Linked DNA regions of Mus musculus: all the other regions are linked to region 5. A link is a contact called in public HiChIP or PLAC-seq and promoter capture Hi-C data. All regions are on one chromosome and are shown on one strand. Each heading gives the region's core, a stretch centred on a gene start, on an enhancer-like site or on the middle of the called end of the contact. The rest is flanking DNA. Distances are from core to core; before and after follow the strand shown.

What was found. HiChIP or PLAC-seq counts read pairs in DNA pulled down with a chosen protein or histone mark. Capture Hi-C pulls out chosen DNA fragments and counts their contacts.
Region 1: a promoter capture Hi-C map of adipose tissue shows a contact between it and region 5. The contact joins the promoter of Cox14 here to the promoter of Nckap5l in region 5. A contact is called at or near these places in 5 of 115 datasets of contacts at active chromatin or transcription factors (bone marrow-derived macrophages, embryonic fibroblasts, embryonic stem cells and 2 more) and 2 of 9 other capture datasets (adipose tissue and pancreatic islet).
Region 2: a contact with region 5 is called in an HNF4G HiChIP or PLAC-seq map of pancreatic cancer cells. The contact joins the enhancer-like site here to the promoter of Nckap5l in region 5. A contact is called at or near these places in 3 of 39 promoter capture datasets (hippocampal neurons, liver and pre-B cells) and 2 of 115 datasets of contacts at active chromatin or transcription factors (embryonic stem cells and pancreatic cancer cells).
Region 3: a contact with region 5 is called in a FOXA1 HiChIP or PLAC-seq map of pancreatic cancer cells. The contact joins the promoter of Prph here to the promoter of Nckap5l in region 5. A contact is called at or near these places in 3 of 39 promoter capture datasets (hippocampal neurons, liver and pre-B cells), 1 of 15 datasets of contacts at CTCF or cohesin (embryonic stem cells) and 3 of 115 datasets of contacts at active chromatin or transcription factors (embryonic stem cells, pancreatic cancer cells and stem cell-derived neural progenitor cells).
Region 4: a contact with region 5 is called in a promoter capture Hi-C map of liver. The contact joins the promoter of C1ql4 here to the promoter of Nckap5l in region 5. A contact is called at or near these places in 2 of 39 promoter capture datasets (hippocampal neurons and pre-B cells), 1 of 115 datasets of contacts at active chromatin or transcription factors (stem cell-derived neural progenitor cells) and 1 of 9 other capture datasets (liver).

What each region holds. Positions count from the first base shown.
Region 1 is chr15:99,723,391-99,727,430 of GRCm38.p6, reverse strand. Cox14 (cytochrome c oxidase assembly protein 14) reads right to left here and starts at 1,813. Exons shown (of 2, transcript NM_183256.3): 1 at 1,583-1,813. Gpd1 (glycerol-3-phosphate dehydrogenase 1 (soluble)) reads right to left here. Exons shown (of 8, transcript NM_010271.3): 8 at 2,417-4,040. Gm16537 (predicted gene 16537) reads left to right here and starts at 2,957. Exons shown (of 3, transcript NR_155353.1): 1 at 2,957-3,114.
Region 2 is chr15:98,995,820-99,000,251 of GRCm38.p6, reverse strand. No RefSeq gene overlaps it. Among named protein-coding and RNA genes, the nearest start is that of 4930578M01Rik, 12 kb to the right of the region's middle. Within about 2 kb of position 1,696, at least 33 of the 459 cell types and tissues checked have an H3K27ac peak or open chromatin away from gene starts, as enhancers often do. A contact at or near this core is called in pancreatic cancer cells, where this site is marked.
Region 3 is chr15:99,053,455-99,057,741 of GRCm38.p6, reverse strand. Prph (peripherin) reads right to left here and starts at 2,568. Exons shown (of 8, transcript NM_013639.2): 1 at 1,979-2,568; 2 at 1,578-1,638; 3 at 1,306-1,401; 4 at 584-973; 5 at 264-484; 6 at 125-174. The coding sequence starts at 2,535.
Region 4 is chr15:99,085,410-99,089,930 of GRCm38.p6, reverse strand. C1ql4 (complement component 1, q subcomponent-like 4) reads left to right here and starts at 2,203. Exons shown (of 2, transcript NM_001024702.1): 1 at 2,203-2,739. The coding sequence starts at 2,203.
Region 5 is chr15:99,455,650-99,459,706 of GRCm38.p6, reverse strand. Nckap5l (NCK-associated protein 5-like) reads left to right here and starts at 1,959. Exons shown (of 13, transcript NM_001001884.1): 1 at 1,959-2,075.

The DNA of each region.
Region 1 (4,040 bases), core at 564-3,063, 270 kb before region 5:
ATGGTGGCTCACAACCACCCGTAATGAGATCTGATGCCCTCTTCTGGAGTGTCTGAAGACAGCTACAGTGTACTTACATATAATAAATAAATAAATCTTTAAAAAAAAAAAAAAAAAAAAAAAAAAAAGAGTTAAGCATGGCAGTTTCAGAGCTCTGACTCAAAACATCTACACCCGAGGTACAGAAGGCCGGAAACAGGTGTATATGATGCGATGCCATCAGAGCTAACACAGGCTCTCCTTATTTGTGCTTAAAAAGTGACCAGCCGGGGCTGGAGAGATGGCTCAGTGGTTAAGAGCACTGACTGCTCTTCCAGAGGTCTTGAGTTCAATTCCCAGCAACCACATGGTGGCTCACAACCATCTGTCATGGGATCCAATGCCCTCTTCTGGTGTGTCTGAAGACAGCTATAGTGTATTCATATACATAAAATCCAGAAATAAATCTCTTTAAAAAAAAAAAGTGACCAGCCCACCCAGACTATACTAGGAATCAAACCTGGGTCCTCTGGAAGAACAGCAAGGCTCTTAACTGCTGAGCCATCTCTCCAGCCTCAGAACCATATTTTAATCAGGCTACTTATTGTGGTAGTGAAATTCTCCCGAGAGAGGACCTGAAGATAGACTTGAGGATGTGTGTGTCTGGGGGATCCTGCCTGTAGAGTGCCAGAGTCACTTCGCCCTGGTGAAAAGCTAATTTCACCTTGTTCACTGATAGAGAAGATTTGAGTATGATTTAAAGTGGGATGTAACTCAGTGTAGCAGGCACAAAGCCAGAGGTTCAGTCCCCAGAACTGCATTAAACAGAGCATGTGGTATATGCTGGAAATCCCAGCACTCAGGATGTGGACATGAGACCCTGTCAAAAACAAAAAACAAAAAAACGGGGGGGGGGTGTGAAACAAAAAGAAGCAAATCCGAGATAACCTCAAAAACAAACAATAAAACCCTGAAGTTAGAAGCCCAGATACAAGGATTAACTTTGGAAATAAAAGAAACTCTTGAGACTGGCAGAAGGTTTTCATCTGATGGGCATCCTTTACAAAACAAATAAGGATCAAAGCCCTAAAACCACCCCAGCTTCTGTCATTTAGCCCTCTTTGGAGAGACTTGGTGTCCGCAGAAAACAACTTCTGACTAACGGAGCCCAGAAAGGTAAGCTATGAACCCCATATTCTGTAGGATCAGAGAAGGTGGTGAGGACCTCAGAGAAATAAGTGGCTTTGAGGGACCGTGAGGAGCTTTGGGGTTGAGGCGAGCAGTTTCAGAAGGGAGGACAGCCAGGCCGCAGTCACACCAGGAAGGCGGTCGGACTATGACAGCCGGGGAGCCAGCAGGGGCTAGCACAGCGCAGGGACTAGGAGCCGCGCGCTCTCAAGGGCACAGGCCGAGGACGCGCGGTGCGGGACACAGGGGAGCGGAGGGGAGCGCGGTGCGGGGCACAGGGGACAGCAGGGACTCGGAACGGGGAGCAGGGGAACAGCGTGAAAAGCGGCGACACGGGGAGCAGGGGGCGCGGTGCGCCGAGCAGGAGAGCGTGGGGGGAGGGCGAGTGCGCTTGGCCGTCCGGCCCGCGGCCTACCTGGAGGCTGCAACTCGGCCGCGTCAGAGCGATGCCTGCTCAGTCTGCCACTCGCAGAGTCGCGCGGCCGCCGCAGGGCAGGAAGAGGCAGTCACCAACGCGCAGCTCCTCAGCCACTGGTGCTCAGCCCCGCTCCGGACCCGACACCCCCTGCGAAAACTCGCCCACTAAAGCGAGAGCCAGCCTTGAACTTCCGGCTTCTACCTCTCTCTTACGCACGCTCAGTCTAGCCTTCCTCTCGGAAAGGCCCATTGAATTCTGGGGGGTGTGGTTCTGGTCCATCAAGAGCGCTCCTTGGAAAACGGGAAAAATTTTAGCTCAGAATTAGCCAATCCGCAGTCTAAGTTCAGTGACGTAAACTGTAGCTAGGTAGATCCTCGGAATTCTCCAGCGATGGGCCTAGCGCCCCCTACCGCCTGGAGCGGCCCTTTACAGGGTGATCCGGAGGAACCGACCTTAGCTGGACCAGCACTAGTGAGGCCACAGAATGGGTGTAGGGGGTGAGTCGGGGGATGGGAGGGTGACTCGCTAATATTTCTGCCTTGTGCGCGACCTCCTCGTAGGCAGGCAACGTGACAGACCCTGTAAGAAGCGCTGGGAAGACTGGCTGACAGCTTGGGTGGAAGAGGGGATACGAAGCACAAAAGGGGACGGGGGTGGGGTGGGGGGGTGGAGGTGGGGGCTGTGAGCAGAGTGGACGCCAATGCCGATTGATGCCCGAGTGTGGCTGCTATTAAACAAGGATGATTTTTTCCACTTCTTGTCTTACATTGAGTAAAACATGCATGCAGTGATACATGACCCCACACACTGCCACATAAACTCCCCCAACTCTTCCAGTTTCTGGAAAAACCACACTTTATTGGGTAGACAAGTGGCCTGACAGAAGACCTCAGATTCACAGTTGACTGACTGAGCAAACATAGGTTAAGGTGTTGGAATCTGTCTGCATCCCGCCCCAGTCTCCCGGGGAACAGCTCTGAATTGAGTCATGCGTGGGAGGGTTCCAGCCCAGTCGGGATCGATGACAGGGCCCCCCCTCTTCCCCTTACCCGACAGCTCTGACCTTCACTAAGACGGAATTCTTAAAGGCTAGGAGCAGAGAGGGACCTGGCACCTTAATGTGTTAGTTTAATATCAAGCTGGCCAGAGCCACGGTGTCCCAGTTGCTGCCACACAGGAAATGGAGACCCCTGGTGGAGAGAGAAACCTCCAGCTATTTATAGCTAGCGCTCCAGGCTGCTGATCTGTGACATTCTCTTGCTGCCACCCAACTTTGGAACAGGGCCAGTGCAAAGCAGTCTCCCATCCCCCTCTGATCTCCCTCACCCCAGGGCAGGCAGTTTTCAATTGTCCTTCCCTCGAGTTCCCCAGCTCCTGAGGTGTGTGGGTCCGATCTCGCGAGGACCTTGTTCTGTTCCGAGGACAGCTGGCCTTGGACTAGGACCCACCAACCCTTGTGGAAACCTACTGAACCTTTGAGCTGCTCCTTAGTTCTAAGCCTACAGATGCCGGGTGGCCTTCCAGGCTGGGTGAGAACGACTTGGGCAAAAGGAAAGGGCAGAGTCAAGAATATGGGCTGACAGCCCTGAGGACGATAAACTATAAATCCTACATTCTGTTAGACGTGAAGTTGGTGGTGACTGCAGAGAGAAGCGGCCTTGTGGGGAGGACCCTGAGAAGAAAGGTCAGCAGTAGGAGGGGCTGGCCGGGGCCGGAGCTCCTGACTGGGGAGGTGGACAAATAGGAAGGTCAGGGGAGCCTGAGCCATCTGAGCCTGCTGTGAAAAGAGTGTAGCTCTGTCAGCAGATTAGATTCCTGCTCCCCAAAGAGGGTGCTGGCAGCTGGGTGCAGGCAAGGGAAAGCTGGGAAAGGTCACACAGGGTGGGGAGGCCCTGACAAAGCTCCAGGAACCAGGAAGTCTCTGGGAAGAATGGAGCGCCCCAGGGCCAGAGATGCCTGTGGAGAGCAACTCTTGTGCCAGAGTAGCCTGGGGGAGGGGGAAGTAGAGGCTTCTGAGGAAGCAAGTGTTGCTAGGAGAAGTTAGAGTGGGGTTGTTTGAGAGCTTTGTATTTTGTTAGCAAACAGTGAGATCGTTGATGTTGTGTGGGGCCTGGCAGAGGTCGGCCAAAGGGTCTCTGGGGTCTGTGTCAGCTCAGGCATCCAGACCCTTCCCTTGGCAGCCTTTGCCCCATCTTTCCTGTGGCTGAAGTGCTTCTTCAGTCACTTAATGGGACTTGGGACCGGTTCCCAGTGTGTGTGAGGCAGCAACCGGCAGCCCTTGACTTGGCGCCTTCCCTTCCCCCAACCCCACCCCTGGAGCAGGCACCACTGGGGCTTAGTTCTACACTTCCCAGAGGACAGCAAGGAAGTGTGGATTCTGTGGCGAGCATCTCTAGGTGTGTAGCTGAGCCCCGCAGCCTCCTGTCCTCAGGGTCCTTCAGAGAGGACTCTGCTA
Region 2 (4,432 bases), core at 447-2,946, 460 kb after region 5:
CTGCCTCCCAAGTGCTGGGATTAAAGATGTGCACCACCATGCTGGGCGAGGGTTTTTTTTTTTTTTTTTTTTTTAAGATTTATTTATTGTTATTTATATGAGTACACTGTAGCTGTCTACAGACACACCAGAAGAGGGCATCGGATCCCATTACAGATGGTTGTGAGCCACCATGTGGTTGCTGGGTATTGAACTCAGGACCTCTGGAAGAGCGGTCAGTGCTCTTAACCGCTGAGCCATCTCTCCAGCCCGAAGGGTTATTATTGCTTTTTATACAGTCTCCTATATCCTAGTTGACCTCAAATGATAAATAGATAGATGATAGATAGATAGATAGATAGATAGATAGATAGATAGATAGATAGATAGATGATAGATAGAGGAGGCTGACCTTGAACTACAAATCCTCCTGCCTCCGTAAGTGCTAGAATTGCAGGCATATGCTCCCACATCTGATTTATGTCGTGTTAAGGATCGACCCCCTGGACCTGTTGCCTGCTTGGCAAGCATTCTGTCTGCTGAACTAATGATTCCCATAATTCCCAGCTTTCCTGTTAGCAGTTTTGTTTGCTTGTTTGGTTTTTCAGAAGGCTCTTTTGAAAAATGTGTATGAGTGGGGTGTTGTGTTTTTGTTTTTGTTTTTGTTTTTGTTTTTTCGTGTAAGTTTGTACCACATGCACTTGGTGTCAAAAGAGACCAAGAGAGAGTGTGTCAGATCCCTTGAAACCGGATAGTTACTGATAGTTACGGATAGAAACAGATAGTTACAAGCTGTCATTTGTGCACTTGGAACAGAACTTAAGTCCTCCTTGCTAAGGGCAATAGGTTCTACGAGAACTAGCCGTCTCTCCAAGCTCCCTAGACAAGTTGTTTGTTTTTGTTTCCTTTTCAAAATTGAGTCTCACTAGGTAGCCCTGGCAGACTTGGATCTCTGTAGACCAGCCTGGCCTCGAACTTGGGGATCTGCCCGCCTCTGCCTCTGGGTGTTGGTACTAAAGGCATGCATCACTATTGCCTAGGTTTCCTTGTGAGGATTTTTTAAAAGATTTATTTATTTATTTTATGTATATAAGTACACTGTAGCTGTCTACAGACACACCAGAGGAGGGCATCGGATCCCATTAGAGATGATTGTGAGCCACCATGTGGTTGCTGGGATTTGAACTCAGGACCTCTGGAAGAGCAGTCAGTGCTCTTAACCGCTGAGCCATCTCTCCAGCATCTGAGAATTTTATTTTATTTTATTTAGAAAATTCGTGTCTCAGTTCCTTTTCCTGTGGCTGGGATAAAACAGCAAACAAAGGCAACTTAGCAGAGGAGAAAGGGTTTATTGTTTCCTGTGGTTCGCGGTTCTGTAGAGGGCACGAGGTCCTTGTGTTCACTGAAAAGTACTGGAACAGATACTGTCAGCCTTCCTGAGGCTGCAGCCCTTTAACACAGTCCCTCATGTTGTGATGACCCCCAACCATAAAGCTATTTCATTGCTACTTCATATCGGCAACTTTGCTGCTCGGAATGATAAATGTCTCATATGCACATTATCTGAGATTCGACCCCCACCCCCACCTCCACCCCCACTTGAGAGGCCAGGGAAGGTAAACACTCGGGGAAGAGATGAGATTATAACCTACCTCTTCTCCACCCAGGAGGCTGGGAATGGGTGTGGTTAGTAGCCAGGGTGACCTCTGTCCTATATGGCTGAGAACACACTGGATCTTTCCCAGGCCCTTCAGATGACACTGTAGTCTATCTATAGAACCCGTCTTCAGGGAAGAGGTGACATGTACTTTGGAAAGAGTTTTGATGTCATTGTTCACACAGCTTTTATTGTACACACAGGATTGTGTTACACCGGGAAACTTTTTTCCAGTTTGTACTGTACTTAAATGTGCCTAAAATAAACTTCCCGGTGTCCAGAGTCTTTGAAGTTTGGACCAACCAGACTTTCTTCTTGGCTCACGGAGACAGACACTCTGCCAGCTTGTGTGTGCAGAGACCCCGCACAACCGTCCATCTTATCAGGGAAGTCCAGACATCAGCAGCTTAAAACAGAGGTCCCTTTGCCTCCACAGCCAGGAAAAGCAATGGATACAAGCTGCTGCCCAATCCCCCTCTCCAGTTACACAGTCCAGGATCCACCAGGGAATGAATGGGCCCCGCTGCACACACAATGGATCCGGCCTCAAGGCAACCGAGAGAATCTTCCAGAGGCATACCACCAAGGGTGCCCATCTTTGTTGTCTATCAAGCTGACAATTAGCATTAACATCACAATGAGGATTGTTTATTGGTTTGCTGTGATACAAAGAATGTGTTTTATCAAACCCTCAGAAAGTAAGTTTGGGCTCTTTTCCATTTCTCTTATTTTTCTATTTGAGACAGGGTCACACTCTCTAGACAAGGCTGACCTAGAATTCACTATGTAGCTAAGGATGGCCTTGAACTCTTACACCTCCTGAGTGCTAGGATTGCAACTATGTCACCATCATACTTGGCTTAGGTGGTGCTGGGGCTCAAACTCAGGACTTCCTGCATGTTAGGCGAACACTCTACCCACTGAGCCACACCACGGCCCCCCACCAGAGTCCTTACAAGTTGCCTTCTCTGAGCTGAGCAGCATTTTGGACCCTGTACCTTTTCATTAGGGATTTACACATGCCGTACTAACTACGGTCTCTGTAGACAGGTATGCCTTGAGCTTGAGAACTTCCTACTCCTACTGTAACAGGGCTGCGGGTCTTAGCACAACTGACTCCGTACCATTCAGGCTGTAGAACTCAGCACTTAGACAGCACCACCTGCCAAAACTAAAACAAAGACCTAATCCATCAACGTCCATAGCTCTGGGAAAGTCTCTAAATGTACTAAGCTTGCTTTTTGGCTTCTGTAGTTCTGCTCCTGGCTAATTGTTCTTGTTTACCGAAGGATGTCGATCCAGGACATGGTTTTTGTGCTTAAAAGCTTACCTGAGAAAGGCTTAGTGCTACGGTGGGATTTGAACACCCAGTATAGTCTCTGCCAGCTAATAAAGACTTTCTATTGGCTTACATCCCTGTCTCACCGGTCTTCTCTGGTGGATGCCCCCACGATACTGCCTCAGCCTCCCTAGTAGCTGTGATCAGAAGCCTGTCCCACCAGGCCTGGCTCTTGCCAGCTCCATTCTGGAAAGCAACCACAGATCATCAGCTCCCACCTCTAAGATTTCACGGTTCCTTTCCAACCAGATGGCATTTGGCTTTGCTCTGATCAGCCCCAAACTGGGAGCTTCCTCACAAGGACTGAAATGACGCCTCTGTTTTTACTCCACAATGCAGCATTTTGAAAAGCCTTCTTCTTCAAACCTTTCCTGTAATCAAGAATCATGCCTGGGGCTGAGGAGCTGGGTCAGCGGTTAAGAGCGCTAGACGCTCTTCTAGAGGACCTGGGTTTGACACCCACCACCCACGTGGCGGCTCACAACTGCCTGTAACTCCAGTTCTGCGGGTCCTGACACGTGAATAAATAATTAATAGTTTTTCGAGACAGGGTTTCTCTGTGTAGCCCTGGCTGTCCTGGAACTCACTCTGGAGACCAGGCTGGCCTCGAACTCAGAAATCCGCCTGCCTCTGCCTCCCGAGTGCTGGGATTAAAGCGTGTGCCACCACGCCCGGTAATAAATATGTTTAAAATTCCTCTCCACCTGGAGCCAGAGCTCGGGGATTTGAGACTTCCTGGGCCTGTGAGGTGGATCTAGGTTGGAAGCCCCATTCTACAAAGCAACAAAGGGCACATGGGTAAAGAAAATTAAAAGTACCTCCCATTTTTTAAAATTATTTTTATTATTTTTTATTTACATTATTATTCCAGAAAGTGTACCATGCCCTTGAGTTGGGAACACTATAGCAATATTTAATAATTGTATCTATTCCCATATGTAGAAAGCACTCAGGCAGCCTGCAGTGGAATGCCCCTAAGGGTTCCTGTTCCTTTTATAGCTTCTTGCTATCAGCTGAGACGGCGCCTGTTTTCTGAGGGTCGCTGACTCTCAGGATAACCTTTTCCCCTTGCAGTTTTCCTAGCTGCCTCTCTACCTGCTCCCTCCTTTTCCTCCAAGGACACAAAACCAGTCATTTTCATGGCTGCTATGCATTTATTGTTCCCTATATGATAAGCAGAGTGGAAACTCGATATAGAAGAGCATCCATGGGCTGGAGAGATGACTCAGCGGTTAAAAGCACTGACTGCTCTTCCAAAGGTCCTGAGTTCAAATCCCAGCAACCACATGGTGGCTCACAATCCCCCATAATGAGATCTGATGCCCTCTTCTGGGGTGTCTGAAGACAGCTACAATGTACTTACATATAATAATAAGTAAATCTAAAAGAAAAAAAAAAGAAGAGCATCGGTGCATAATTTATGGTTAGATGTTACCCTAGTGCTAAGGAAAATGAAG
Region 3 (4,287 bases), core at 1,319-3,818, 400 kb after region 5:
GAAGGACAGGAGCCTCAGTATATGGGAAGGAAGCAATCTCGGAAGAGCATATTCAAAACAATCAGAACAATCGGGGCAGGAGGTAAAGGAGATGCAGGCTGGAAGCCAGGCAAGGAGGACTCACCAGTCGTCTTTAAACTTAGAGAGGCAAAGGAATGAACCGGCACTGAGATCCTGAGGACAAAGCACACAGCCTGGTCATTCCCTTCGCCAGGTCCCAGTCCCTACCATCCCTGACCTGTCCCAGTAGCCTCGCCACTCACCGGCTCTCCTCCCCTTCCAGTAGCTTCCTGTAGGTGGCTATCTCGATGTCCAGGGCCATCTTGACGTTAAGGAGCTCCTGGTACTCTCGCAGGTGCCTCGCCATCTCTTCCTTCAGCTGTCGAAGCTCTTCCTCCAGCCGTGCTGCGCCTGCTTGGTACCCTCCAGCCTCCAGGGCGAACTGCTCTTCCAGCTCCCGCAGCTGTCTGAGCAGCGCCTCATTCTGGGGAAGGGGAAGAAGATGCGGGCAGTCGGAAGGGTTTTCAGCATCCATCCACTGCCGCCCCCCCCCCCCGCCCCCAGACAGCCTCACAGTGCTCACCGTGCCTCGCAGCCCATCCACCTCGCACATCAGACTCTGGATCTGACGTCGAGACTCGTTCATCTCTTGCTTGGCCTGGCGTAGGGCCTCATGGTTGCGGTTGGCGGCGTCCGACAGGTCAGCATACTGCGCGGTAGCAGACAAGCCCGGCTGGGATGCGCACCGCCATTCCCAGTGCCTCCCCACCCTTGGTCCCCCAGGGTTCCCCCAATGCTCTCGCACTTTCGACTTATACCACTCCTCTGCCTCCTGCAGATTCTTTGCCGCGATGTTCTCGTACTGTGCACGGATGTCCCTCAGCGCCGCCGTCAGCTCTGGCTTCACTGTTGCCTCTACCTCCACCTGCTGCACCTGCTGGCTCTCTACGCTCACCTGCAGGTCTCGAAGTTCCTACGGGACAGGAAAGGCGGGGGTTGTGAATAGAACATTAATTAATTAATTAATTAATTAATTAATTAATTAATTAAAAAGCTCCCCTTTTTCTTGAACAGAAGGGGGTGCTAGGGAGTGCACCCCCTCTGAATTCTGAGACCTGAGCCCAAGTTGCCCTTAAGCCAGTTGTCAGGTTCAGGGTGTAGTTACCCCTATCGCCAACAGGTGGCGCATGGGTGGGAGTCAAAAACACCTGTAAAGGGTGGGGTTGTCATCACAACGCATCCCTGTTGTCTGCGCAGCTTCAGCGAGGTCTCTCCCAAGCCTTCCCAGACACCCCGACCACCCACCTCTTCGTGTAGCTTCTTGAGGAACTCAATTTCATCCATCAGAGACTCAATCTTGCGCTCCAGTTCTAGGCGGGACAGAGTGGCGTCGTCCACGTCCTTCGCGAACGGGAATAGGGGATCAATAGGAGGGCTCCTCAGGCCAGGGAAGGGCCAGGTCTTCCCTGTCTGTCTCGGAAGCACGGAGTGGCCTCCCTTAACCCACCGATGCCACCCTGGAGACGCAGCTGGGGGTGCAGCTGGGGTGTTGGGACTCGACGTGACCCCTCACTCACCTTACGGAAGAGCACCAGGTTGTGCTCCGCATCCTCCCGCTTGCGGGTTTCTTCTTCTAACCTGACAGGCAGAGTGGGAAGATGCTGAACTGCGGGGTGACCTCCCAGACCTCGTGCCACATCCAGCACCCCGCCCCCATCTGCTTATGCAGCTGTCCTGGATCTAAAAGGAGGGATTCAGTCTGCCCGTCTAACGGACTAGGAACAGAGAAGGGAGTCCCCTTAATGTCTGGTCACTTCCGCTAGGCTCTCGGAGCAAAGTGCAGGGAGGGGGCTGGCTTGGATGCTGCAGGCTCGCCCTGGGGTTGGCCAGCCCGGCCACGCCCTAGGGCTGTTGGATCTGGAGGGGAAGGCAGGGGGAGCGAAGGGAGCGTCTGGCAGGCCCGGTCCTGCCCTCTGACCTCTGCTTGAGCGCCGCTAGGTCCTCCGCCAGCCCGTCCCGCTCCACCTGCACCCGGTCGCGCTCCCGGCCCAGCAGCTCCAGTTCGCGCCGCAGCTCGCGCAGCTCCTGCTGGCAAAGCTGGTCGGCGCGCGCCGGCTCCTGGCCCCGCGCCTGGCTCAGCTCCCCGCGCAGGGCTGCGTTCTGCTGCTCCAAGAAGCGCACCTTCTCGATGAAGTTGGCGAAGCGGTCGTTGAGCTCCTGTAACTCTTGCTTCTCGTTGCTCCGAGTGGCCAGGAACTCTTGGTTGAGGGCCTCGGCCATGGAGAAATCGAGGCGCTCCGAGGGCAAGCGCAGTGCCCCCGCTCGAGGGGCACGGAAGCTGCCCAGCCGCGCCGAGGAGCTCGGGGACCCCGAGCCCAGCAGGCGGCTGCTGGAGAAGCGAGAGCTGGACGAGTAGGAGAAAGCCCCGGGGGACAGTGAGGGCGGCGGCCCAAAGGTCCGGCGGTACGAGGTGGAGCTGATGCTGGACCGCAGGCCCGACGAGTGATGATGGCTCATGCTGGCGGAAGATGGCATTCAGCGCTTGGCAGAACTAGGCCGGGTGGCAAGGAGCTGCAGACCGATGCGGGGCGGCTTTATAGCCCTGCGGTCTCCGGGGAGGGGGGGTGGGGGGCCACGACAGCTCCTCCCACTGGCCTGACTTCAGCCTTGGGCTGTGTGGGGAGGGGGATGCCCCACCCTGCAGAGAGAGGACACCACCCCTTCCCTCTCCTGGTTGCTGGCACCCTGCCTGCTTGATTCCCCCTTGTTGCTGGCTGAGATCCGGGATGTGATGGAGGTGGGCTAAGGTCTACCTTAGAGCATGCATCCAACGCTGGAGCCTAGAATGGGAGGACATGGCTTGACCTGGGGTGCCCTCTCAGAAGAGGGGGTAAAAATTAGGGAATATGAGGACCTGAGGAAAAGGGCAAGTTTTGAGCAATGAGAAGTGGGGTAGGTGGAGGGAGAGCTAACCTGGCCTAAGCCAGGGAATTCGTGCCTCCTCCTGTCTCCTGAAACTGGGGTTCTCCTTTCACCTGTTGTCAACTGCCCCCCATCATTGGCCACAACCGAGGGCTGAGGCAGAGGGAGCTGGGGAAGAGCTTATCTCTGCCTACTCCCCAGGGCACGGTAAAGGGCTGGTGATTGGCGCCAGCTCTGCAGCTAATGGACTGACCAGCTCTCCCACCCCCACCCCCGCCCTTGGACCAGCAGAAGTTGCATGGTGATGTTTCCATCTTAAAGACACAGCCCCCAAACTCGGACGTAACACCCACCCCAACAAGAGTGGGCACCTCACAGGGTGCTGAGGATGTCGGGGTTCCAAGGGTCTGTGCCATGAAAGGGCCTGTGAGGTGCCCACTCTTGTTGGGGCTGAGTGGGCCTGTGGTACACTTTCAGCCTTTACTGGATTGGTGCCCCCTCCACACCATCTGCTGGGCAGTCACGGGCCTTACGGGAACCAGAGGAATTCCTGAAGTAGGAAGGGGAGGGGGGTGGGGGATAGCAGCTGCCAGGGCTGAAAGACATATAGACTAGTAGGCACCAGTCTCCAGTGCAGAGGAGATGCAGGTACCCAGACATGGTGCAGATAAAGGGAGATGAGATGGGAGAGATACCCAGCCACTACAGCCTGTTAGAGAGAGAAGTCCTCCGACAGGTCCACAGATAACTTGCCCAATACTCACTGAGCCAGCTTTGTAGAGGCTACAAATATGCATGTGTGCACAGACATGACAGGAATACACAGCTACACCCCTTAACAGCGCCCCCACACCCCAGTTAGCAGAAAGGCTGGTGTCTGACCTTTGTGTGACACACTACTTCCAGAATGCAGCACAGGCAGTCCCAGGAGTGGACAGAGGCCGTCTGGATTCTCTGCAGGAGAAAGGATGCTGAAGCCCTTTGGGTTTGCTGAGAGCCATGTGTCTGCTACCACTGGGGACCCTGGGACTCTCAAACAGGATGAGTCTACCTCAGTTGGGTCCTGAGAAAGAGACGGGTGTAAGAGAAGAAGGCTTGGGGTTCTAGGCTGGATGCCTGACTGGGATAAGGAGGATGGCTCCCTGCAGACTGCAGAGCAGAGAACTCCCCCACCTTCCGTGTGTCCTCCGAGATGGGTCAGAGCCAACGCCCAGTGCTGGCTTGCATCCCTAGGCTTCCGTTCCTCTCCAGGCCCCGCCTTCCTTCCAGGCTATTAGTCTCTCCCAGCTCGGCTGCCAGGTCCTGCTCTTTGATGGATCTAGTTTGGTTGCTAGGGGGATGAGAAAAGGGGGGTTGGGGAAGGGA
Region 4 (4,521 bases), core at 954-3,453, 370 kb after region 5:
GCTGCCTCCTGCCAGGCCTCCAAAGATCCTAGATCCTTCAGTGTTCACCCTCGCTCTCCCAGCTTCTGACCCTCTATCCCCTGAGAAGAGGCAGCTACTGGCGTTCCCTGTGCATGCTGCCTGCCCAGAGCCAGTATTCCTTCCTGGTCGCTCTGAAAGCAGGCATAGTCACCTTTACAGGCCATAGTCACCTAATACCTAATCCATATTTGAATCTTGTTACTATGCACAGTCAACCAAACATCCATTATCTGGGGCCTGATTTTTCTAGATTTTTCTCTAGTTAATAAACAGTTGGGGAGGCCAAAAGGAGCCCAGACTGGGGCCGATGAAGACTGGTCTGGGGCAAGACAGAGGCTGTACCAGTCTGGGCAGAGCAAGTGAGATTAGCTTTCTGACTTTCTCACCAGGCTCCATGGGCTTCAGTCCTCAGACAGGATAGCTGGCTTCTGTGGGTCCTGGATTTCAGTACTAAGACAGAGACATACAAACACCCTCTTCAAGCAGCCTCACATGGGTACACAAAGACAGCCCACAATCCACAGTCCTACTCACCCAGGGACAGCAAGGCCAGGATCGTATGGCCCATCCCACCACACACCCAGTATCCAGCACTGTCACAAAACACAGACCCATAGCCTACCGCTCCGCTTGCAGAGCTGCCCCGCCCCCGCGTCTTCTTCACAGTTGATATGTCACATTGGAGTCCGAACACGGACCTGGGTGTCTCTCTGCAGCGCGCCATTTACATTTCTCTCTCGATCTGTCAACCTGTCTGGGCTCCCTTCTCTCTCTCTCTGTCTCTGTCTCTCCCTCTCCCGCTCTGGGGCCGTCTGTCAGTCTCTTTTCGAAGCTTTGTCTCTCTGTCTCTGTTTCTGTCTCTGATTTCTCGGCTGTCCGTTTCCTGCTCATTCCCTAGTTTCTCTCTCTCTCTCTCTCTCTCTCTCTCCTTTCATTTCTCTCTGCTGCTTCTGCTGCTATGTGCTATGAGACACCCCCCCCCCCAAATTCATAGAGGCCAGGGTGGGAATGACAGATTTGCCTTTTCCCAGACTGGTCAACAAGTACCGATTGAGCCCTTTGCCATGTTCTGTATTTGGTTGGGGGCACCGAGGGACGTGTGATGGCGAATTGCTATTTATTTCTGTTTTCTGTTTGTTATATATGAGTCCCCCTTGCCCCTTGTTTAGCTCTGCATTCCCCCTCTGAGGTTTTATACGTATATTGTAGCCTGACCCCTGTTTACCCCATCACTGTGTTTATCTTCCTTTAAGCGCTGAGAATACCAAACTCCAGCTACAGGGTGAAAGTGAGGATACATACGGTGAGGGCTGAGAATCGCTGCAGAGCCCTGGGAGCAGGCAGGGAACCTGGAGGCCCGGGGCTCGGCGGAGAGGTGGGGGGAGATGGCGCGGCCTGCCCCGCCCCCGTGCTTCCCGCTCTGGGCGCCAGGGGTCGCTCCGCCTGCGGCCGCTTATAGTGGCTCCTGCCGCGCAGCGACTCACACCACCCGCACTGCTGCCAGGGAGGAAGGTTAGGGACGCAGAGAGGGAGAGCGCTTGCTGGAGAGGGACGCCTGGCTAGGGCTCTGATGAGGGCTGCGGCCACCGCGGCCGTAGGAGGCAGGTAGTGCTTTCCACGAGCTAGAGTGCAAAATCTCTGACGAGGTCGCGTCCAGAGAGAGCCCCCCACCTCACCTCCCGCGCCAGCTCAGAGCCTGGGACGTCGGGAGAGCGGGGAGAGGTCCCCGGTCTAGCCGGGAGAAATCAGCGAGGGGAGCCCGGGACCAGGCACAGCTGTCCGCAAGAAAGCAACTGTCTGGAGAGGTGGCATCTTAGACCTGTGAGAAACCAGCCGTCCAAGAAGCTGCAGGTTTCAGGCGCCCTGAATCATTAGAACTGCACCCGAGGGTAATATCAGACTGTAGGTTCTGAACCCTCAAGGGCTGTCCTTGGCCCAGCTCACGGGGAGATCGCCACCCTGACAGGCGGTTTGGGGAACAGCACTGCTGTCACAGAAGGAATTCGCCGCGGCAAGGTGGTCCGGCACAGCCGTCGGGAGATCCAGACCGGGGCCCGAGCCCGCGGAGAGCCCCGGGCCCCCGCCACCATTGCGCCCAAAAGTGAGGAGGATTTGCTGGCCCTGGCCGCGTCACGGCTGAGCCGCCGCAAGCGGGTGGCGGGCGCAGCCGTCGGGGTGGCCATGGTGCTGCTGCTGCTGGTAGCCATCCCGCTACTGGTGCACAGCTCTCGCGGACCAACACACTATGAGATGCTAGGTCGCTGTCGCATGGTGTGTGACCCCCACGCATCCCGAGGCCAAGGCCCCGACGGCGCGCCCGCCTCGGTGCCTTCCTTACCTCCAGGTGCCAAGGGAGAGGTGGGGCGGCGAGGGAAGGCAGGCCTGCGGGGGCCACCAGGACCCCCAGGTCCCAGAGGGCCCCCTGGAGAGCCAGGCAGGCCAGGACCCCCAGGTCCTCCTGGCCCAGGCCCTGGAGGGGCAGCGCCCCCTGCCGGCTATGTACCCCGAATTGCCTTCTACGCGGGTCTAAGGCGGCCTCACGAGGGTTATGAAGTGTTGCGCTTTGACGACGTGGTGACCAACGTGGGCAACGCTTACGAGGCAGCCAGCGGCAAGTTCACCTGCCCCATGCCAGGAGTCTATTTCTTCGCTTACCATGTGCTCATGCGAGGCGGTGACGGTACCAGCATGTGGGCCGATCTGATGAAGAACGGACAGGTGAGGTTGCCCCTCTACTTAGCCCCAGATCCTGCTAATGACTTCCTAAAACTCCCCGCGCTCAGCTCACAATCCAGCTTCTCCCCTGAAACACTATCAGGGTATCCAAGACTGGCAAGGTTACCAAACTTCTAATGTCACTCAATTTAGTCAAAGAGGAGGAATTGGGGGGGGGGGCGTCTGGAAAAGAAAATCACCTGACAGGACAGTAGGCTGAGGTCAGAGCTAGAACTCAGGACTCAAAGGCCCCAACCTCCACGCTCCAACCTCCGACTGTAGCCTGCCAAATCAAATGTCCGTGGCACCTTCCCCAGCCCATAGCTTCTTCTTTCTTTCTTCCTTGAGCTGCCCTCTCTATTGGGGTGGTCTTCCCAGTCAGTGGGTTTCCTGGCCCTGGCATGGAACAAGCTATTAGAGAACCTGGTTTCAGGGAATGGAATGGGATCTCTTGTTTTGGGTAGTGGCAGTCTCCCCCCAGGGGAAGTCATTCAGCTTGAATTTTCAAAGAGAAGTGAAAGGGGGTGGAGGGGAGAAAACACTAACTGGCCTCTCTACTAGATCTTATTTGTTTATCCCCAGGACCTGGAGCCAAACCTAGACCAAGCTTTCCTCCCAGTTAATACTGATTGTGTAGGCAGATGTGGACAAGGGTCTCTGGCTCCAGGGGCTATATAAGTGGTGGGGTAAACCAGATTGGATTTGGAAAAGCTAGGAGACAATGGACAGGAAGAAGGGAGGCCTGGTCTTTGGGGCCTAAGCCCACCCTGGGAACCTCTCAGATTCCTCTAGGTGTTGCCCCAGTGGGGAGTCAAAAAGCATTGCCACCTAAGATTTGAGGGGATAGCACCCCCAAAGACCCACATATTTGAACAAGCAAGATGCCATAGGGCTGAGTGGAGAGAGCTGCCTGTACTCTGCAGGATGAAGAAGGTTTGGACTGAACAGTGACCTTTGAATGTTCCATGGGAGGGGTGGGGCCCTGGTGCATCAGGCCTACTGCTCAGGATCCCTTAAGCCTTAAGCCTTGAGCCCTGCTAGATTGCTGAAAAGCTCTCGGACCCCAAGAGGACACCGCCCAGCCCACCTTCTGCTTCAGTTTCGGGGTCTGTTCCTAGCAAGCCTTCCCACCGGAGGGTGAGGAAAGGGAGTTGCCAGGCTATGCAAGTCTTTATGGGGTTGATAGTGTTTGCAAGGGAGTGAGTGTCCACAGGATCCAAGTGTCTCTGTGACCGTGGAATGCCAGAGTGTGAGCAGAGCTTGGTGTCTTCCTTCTCGTGGCATCAAGTAGGTAGACTCAGTCTGTGCCAGGAATCAGGGTGGAGTGTGGCGGTTTTAGAGGGGGTGGTGCGGTGCAAGCTCCCATTCTGTATTCCATGGAGCCAACACTGCGGGCCTGGGAATGGTAAATAATGATTAGAATAATGATGAATAATTAATGATTTAATAACCAGTCCCGATGGGATGGAAACTGGGGGAAGGGGCTGGTGGTGTGACTGCTGCAGACCAGAGATCAGAGACCAAAGGCAGTCCCTCACATGGTAGGGGACCAGGTGACACTCCCCAGGGAAGCCCAGGAGGCCAGAGGGAAACAGTTCACTTTCCTACTGGTACAACACAGGTATAGCATAGGTGTAGACACGTTTGCACCTCAGGAAAGCTAATTTAGAAATTCCAAGACAACATAGAATCCTAGAAGTATCCTGAAAGCTTTTCTTTTTTTGGGGGGGGCACAAGAATAGCAATACTATATAACATTTTCTATATACAGAACATGGCTCTGAA
Region 5 (4,057 bases), core at 710-3,209:
AAACCCAACCAATCTAGATGTCATTTGCTTCCAAAAATTCAGTCACCTGCAAAACATTTAAAATAGTTAGAAATACCTGACGGACTTAAGATTTCCATCCCAAGACGCAAGAACCGCAGATACATCATTTGTGTTGGGCTTCAAAACCCTTTGAGGGGAGATTGTGTCTAATTATTGTTATCCCCCCGGGGTCAGCACATTAATCCCTATTCCGTAAATACGGGATGACTGGCCAAGGATTAATCAGTCCTGTAGTGTCCAAAGGCACCCTCAAAGAACATCAAGAAACAAGATGAAGAGGGAGTGGAAGGCTGTGGATTTGGCTCGGCACCAGAGTGCATGCTTGGTGTGTGCATGCATGCTCTAGGCCTGGTGGCACACCTGCGGTCCTGACACCCAGTACATGACACCTGTGTCCTGACACTGGGGGGCAGAGCGTTGGAAGTCTGCCTGAATTGCACAGCGAGACCGGAGGTGGTGGTGGTGGTGGTGGTTGTTGTTGTTGTTGTTGTTGTTGTTGTTGTTGTTGTTGTTCTTCTTCTTCTTCTTCTTCTTCTGTTGTTGTTGTTTAATCCAAAATGACTCCCTTATATAAATGCTCATTCTGTTTTCCAGATAAAACCTCTTGCATTGCCCCCCCCCCCCTACAAAAGAGGATTTGCTTGCTATCCCACTCTGGTAATTAGCTTCTTGCCAATCACTTGTCTTTATTCCTGCCTGGGTCCTACTCAAGTTCTCCATCTTTAGACTCCCACTCTAAAATGCCTTCTTCAGAGAGGACCCCTTAAATGCATCCCAGCCAACCTGACCACCCTACATTCTTGTAGGGCACCCGTTCTTTTACTGGACTAATTTTGCTTTAAGTCTCATTTGTACACCTAAGAGAGAAGCAATATTAATAAAATATACAAAGTGTCCAAAGATACCTCTGAATTCCCCTGTGTGCGCATCCAGGCCAGTTAATACAGTGCATATAGCTGAGGATTATAAGGTATCCACCGAAGGGCAAGGAAGTGTTTAAGGACCAAAATGGAGACAGAAGCTATAGGATCATGACAAGTTCAAGGTCAGCCAGGCCTATATCATGAGTTCCTGGCTAGCCAGAGTTAGAGATCCTGTCTCAACCAATCAGTAACAACAAACAGACCAAGGACAACCGTACTGAGCTCTTAAGTTGCAAAGGCCTGCAAGAGTTAGCTTGTTTCCTCCCGGTTAGTGAAGTGACTGGACTGTACTTTCTTCTTCCCTGACAGAAAGTAGCTAAAAACCAACCACAGTCTCTTTTTTCTGCACTACAGATCTACCTGCCTCTGCCTCACAAGTGCGAGGATTTCTCATGAGCAACCACGCCTGGGTCTGCCTTGCTTCTTAAACCAGCACTGCTTTCTACACATGTGCCTGTTCCTCGCTTCCAGTTTCCAGATTTCTGGGAGGTCCCCGACCTAGAGATGGAAAAGAGAGGCGGGTGCATTTCAGGCCAAGGAGACACTCAAGCCTCTTCCTGTAGATTTGCACCTAACACGTATGCAGCAAATTACAAACACGCTCTCAACCACATACACGTGCACGCCCAGACCCACGGAAGCAGACGCGCATGCCCGTGGGCCCGCGCAAACCTACTTAGTTTTCTCTGTTCTAAATGCCCCGGCTCCAGTCCCACTCGGCCGGGCCTGGCATCCCGATCCCCAGCACCAGGAGCACCGGGAGCACCGCGAAGGCTTTGCAGGTCAGCTCCGGCCTGAGGAAGAGTGTTTCTCCGCAGGGGGGAGGGGAGGGGAGGCCCTGCCCACTCGGGCGGAAGCGGCGCGCGCCGGCCGGGCAGACTTAGCTCTCGTCCTGGGAACATCTGGATAGAGCTGGGAGGGGCAGGCACCCAGGCTGAGCGTGGATTGGCTGAGCGGGAGGAGGGAGGCGGGGTCTGGGCGAGGGGCGGGGCTCATTGGCCCCTTTAAAGCCTTGACATCAAGAGGTGGCTCCGGTACCCCCCTTTTCCTGCACCCCCCTCGCCCTCCCGCCCCCGAGATGCGGCCATGGACCCTGTGGACCAAGCCAGTCGAGCTCAGCACCTGATTTCGGTAAGTTCAGGCCTGTTTGGCATTTAACGGGCTGAGAGGTGGGGGGCCGCACGCCCCGGGTGGGGGCCGCGGAGTGTGGAGTGAAAGGCTCTCGTGGCAGCTTTGGCTGGAAGGGGCAGCGAGCGAGGCTTCCGGCCCACACCTCGACGCCTGCCGGTCCCTCGCGCTGCACTCTCCCAGGAGGGGTCCTGTTGTGACTTTGTCCACCCCCCCACCCCACCCCCTCCCGCCCCCTGCGCCATCCTCGCGCACACTCGGTGGCCCCGGAAGGGAAACTTTCGGGAGTGGGGGGATGTTCCGGTGGCGGGTGTCCCTCCCTCTTTGAAAGCACTGACCTTGCCCCCACTGCGCATCCCACCCTCCCCGTATCCCACGGTCCCGGTAGCGTTTAGCGGTGCTGGGTTGCGGAGGGAGGGGGCTCTCCCCAAAGCGCAGGCGCAGACTGCAGCCCGGGGCACCCCTTCGCACTCCTTCCAGTCCCTGTGGCCCGGGGCTGTAGGGCGTGGGGGAGGCGGGGAAAGGCGGAGTGACCGGGTCTTGGGAACCACCCTGCTGAGGCTCTGAGGGGCTGTGGGAAGAAGGGAACCCGACAACCTGCATGCTGAATAGAGGCTGAGCGAAGGAGATGGGTTGGGCTGGAGTAAGGGACAGGGCAGCCCCGACTGAAAAGGTTTCTGGGTTTGGGCTGGGGTGCTGAAAAGAATGCAGAGAATTTATTTGTGCCTGACATTCCCTTGGTTTAGCAGGCCCAGGAGAGCGGCAGTTGGGACCCCAACTCCCTCTTTTTATATCCTGGGCGGAAGGCCCCTCTTGTCTCTCTAGCCTTGGCGCTGTCCCAAGGGCACAGAAGGCCTTCATCTCCTAAGCCTGGTTTTCCAGAGGGCTCACATGAACCCACCCAGCCTGCCCAACAGCTGCTTTTTAAAGACCGCCTTCCTCAGGAGCTGGAGGTTTTAGGCTTGAAGGCTTCCTTAGGTTTGGAGGCAATCTTTGATTTCCCTCTCCGCCAACTCTCCCGTTCTCCAGTGGGCCCTCCTGCTTAAACACAATTGTCAGCCAGAGGAAGTGGTTGGAGACAGAGGCCGGCAATCAGGACTGGTTTGAGGAACCATGGGGAAGGAGTCTCTCACTATTGTGTGCTCAGGCCTCTGAGGGGAAGTGAGCATTGTACAATTGCTTTGTTGTAGACCCTCTTCAATCTTACAGGACCCCCCCCCCTCCCAATCTGGCCTGAAAACCTGGCTCTCAGATTTTTAAAACCCATCCCTAGTGTGTGAGCAGAGTTCCTTGTATTCCCACATAGATTGTTTGGTTTTGTTTCCAGCACCTGTGGTCTACCTAAGGTGTCTTTGGCTGTACAGTATTCTCCAGCTCTAGCCTTTGGAAGAGTCGGGCTTCAGAGAAGGGATGCACTCCACCACATGGCAGAGAATATTCGTGTATGTGCACTGAGTTGCTGTCAGGATGGCCAGAGTCAAGAGCCCTGGGCCCTGGTCTTGCAGCCTGCGCTGTGACCTTGAGCAAGATGGTTTGCTTCTATTGAGCATAGTTTCCTTCATCTTCAGAGCTCAGCAGTAGGACCAGAAAGATCTAAACCTCCCATACACACACACACATACACACACACACACACACACACACACACACACACACAAACATGCACAGAGGTGGTGACTCGAGGGGTGAGGGGTGAAGGGTCCTCCAGCAGGCTGGCTCTGTTAAGAGAGCTAAACTGCTGGGCTACAGTTTATTAGGGTTAGCATTTTGGATTGAGAAAAACAGAACTTTGTTCCGCCCGTGAATAGGCCTTTTCTGCTCACCCCGGTGCCTTGGGGTATGAACTCCTGCTGGCTCAGGTTCGGCCCACCCATCAAGGTGAGACATCATGACTGGGCCAGTCTTTGAGTTGGGTCTTTGGGGAGGGTTTGAGAGAGGAGGAGGCAGCCAAGGGCCAGCAGGGTAGGCAGATTCCCAGCAGACAG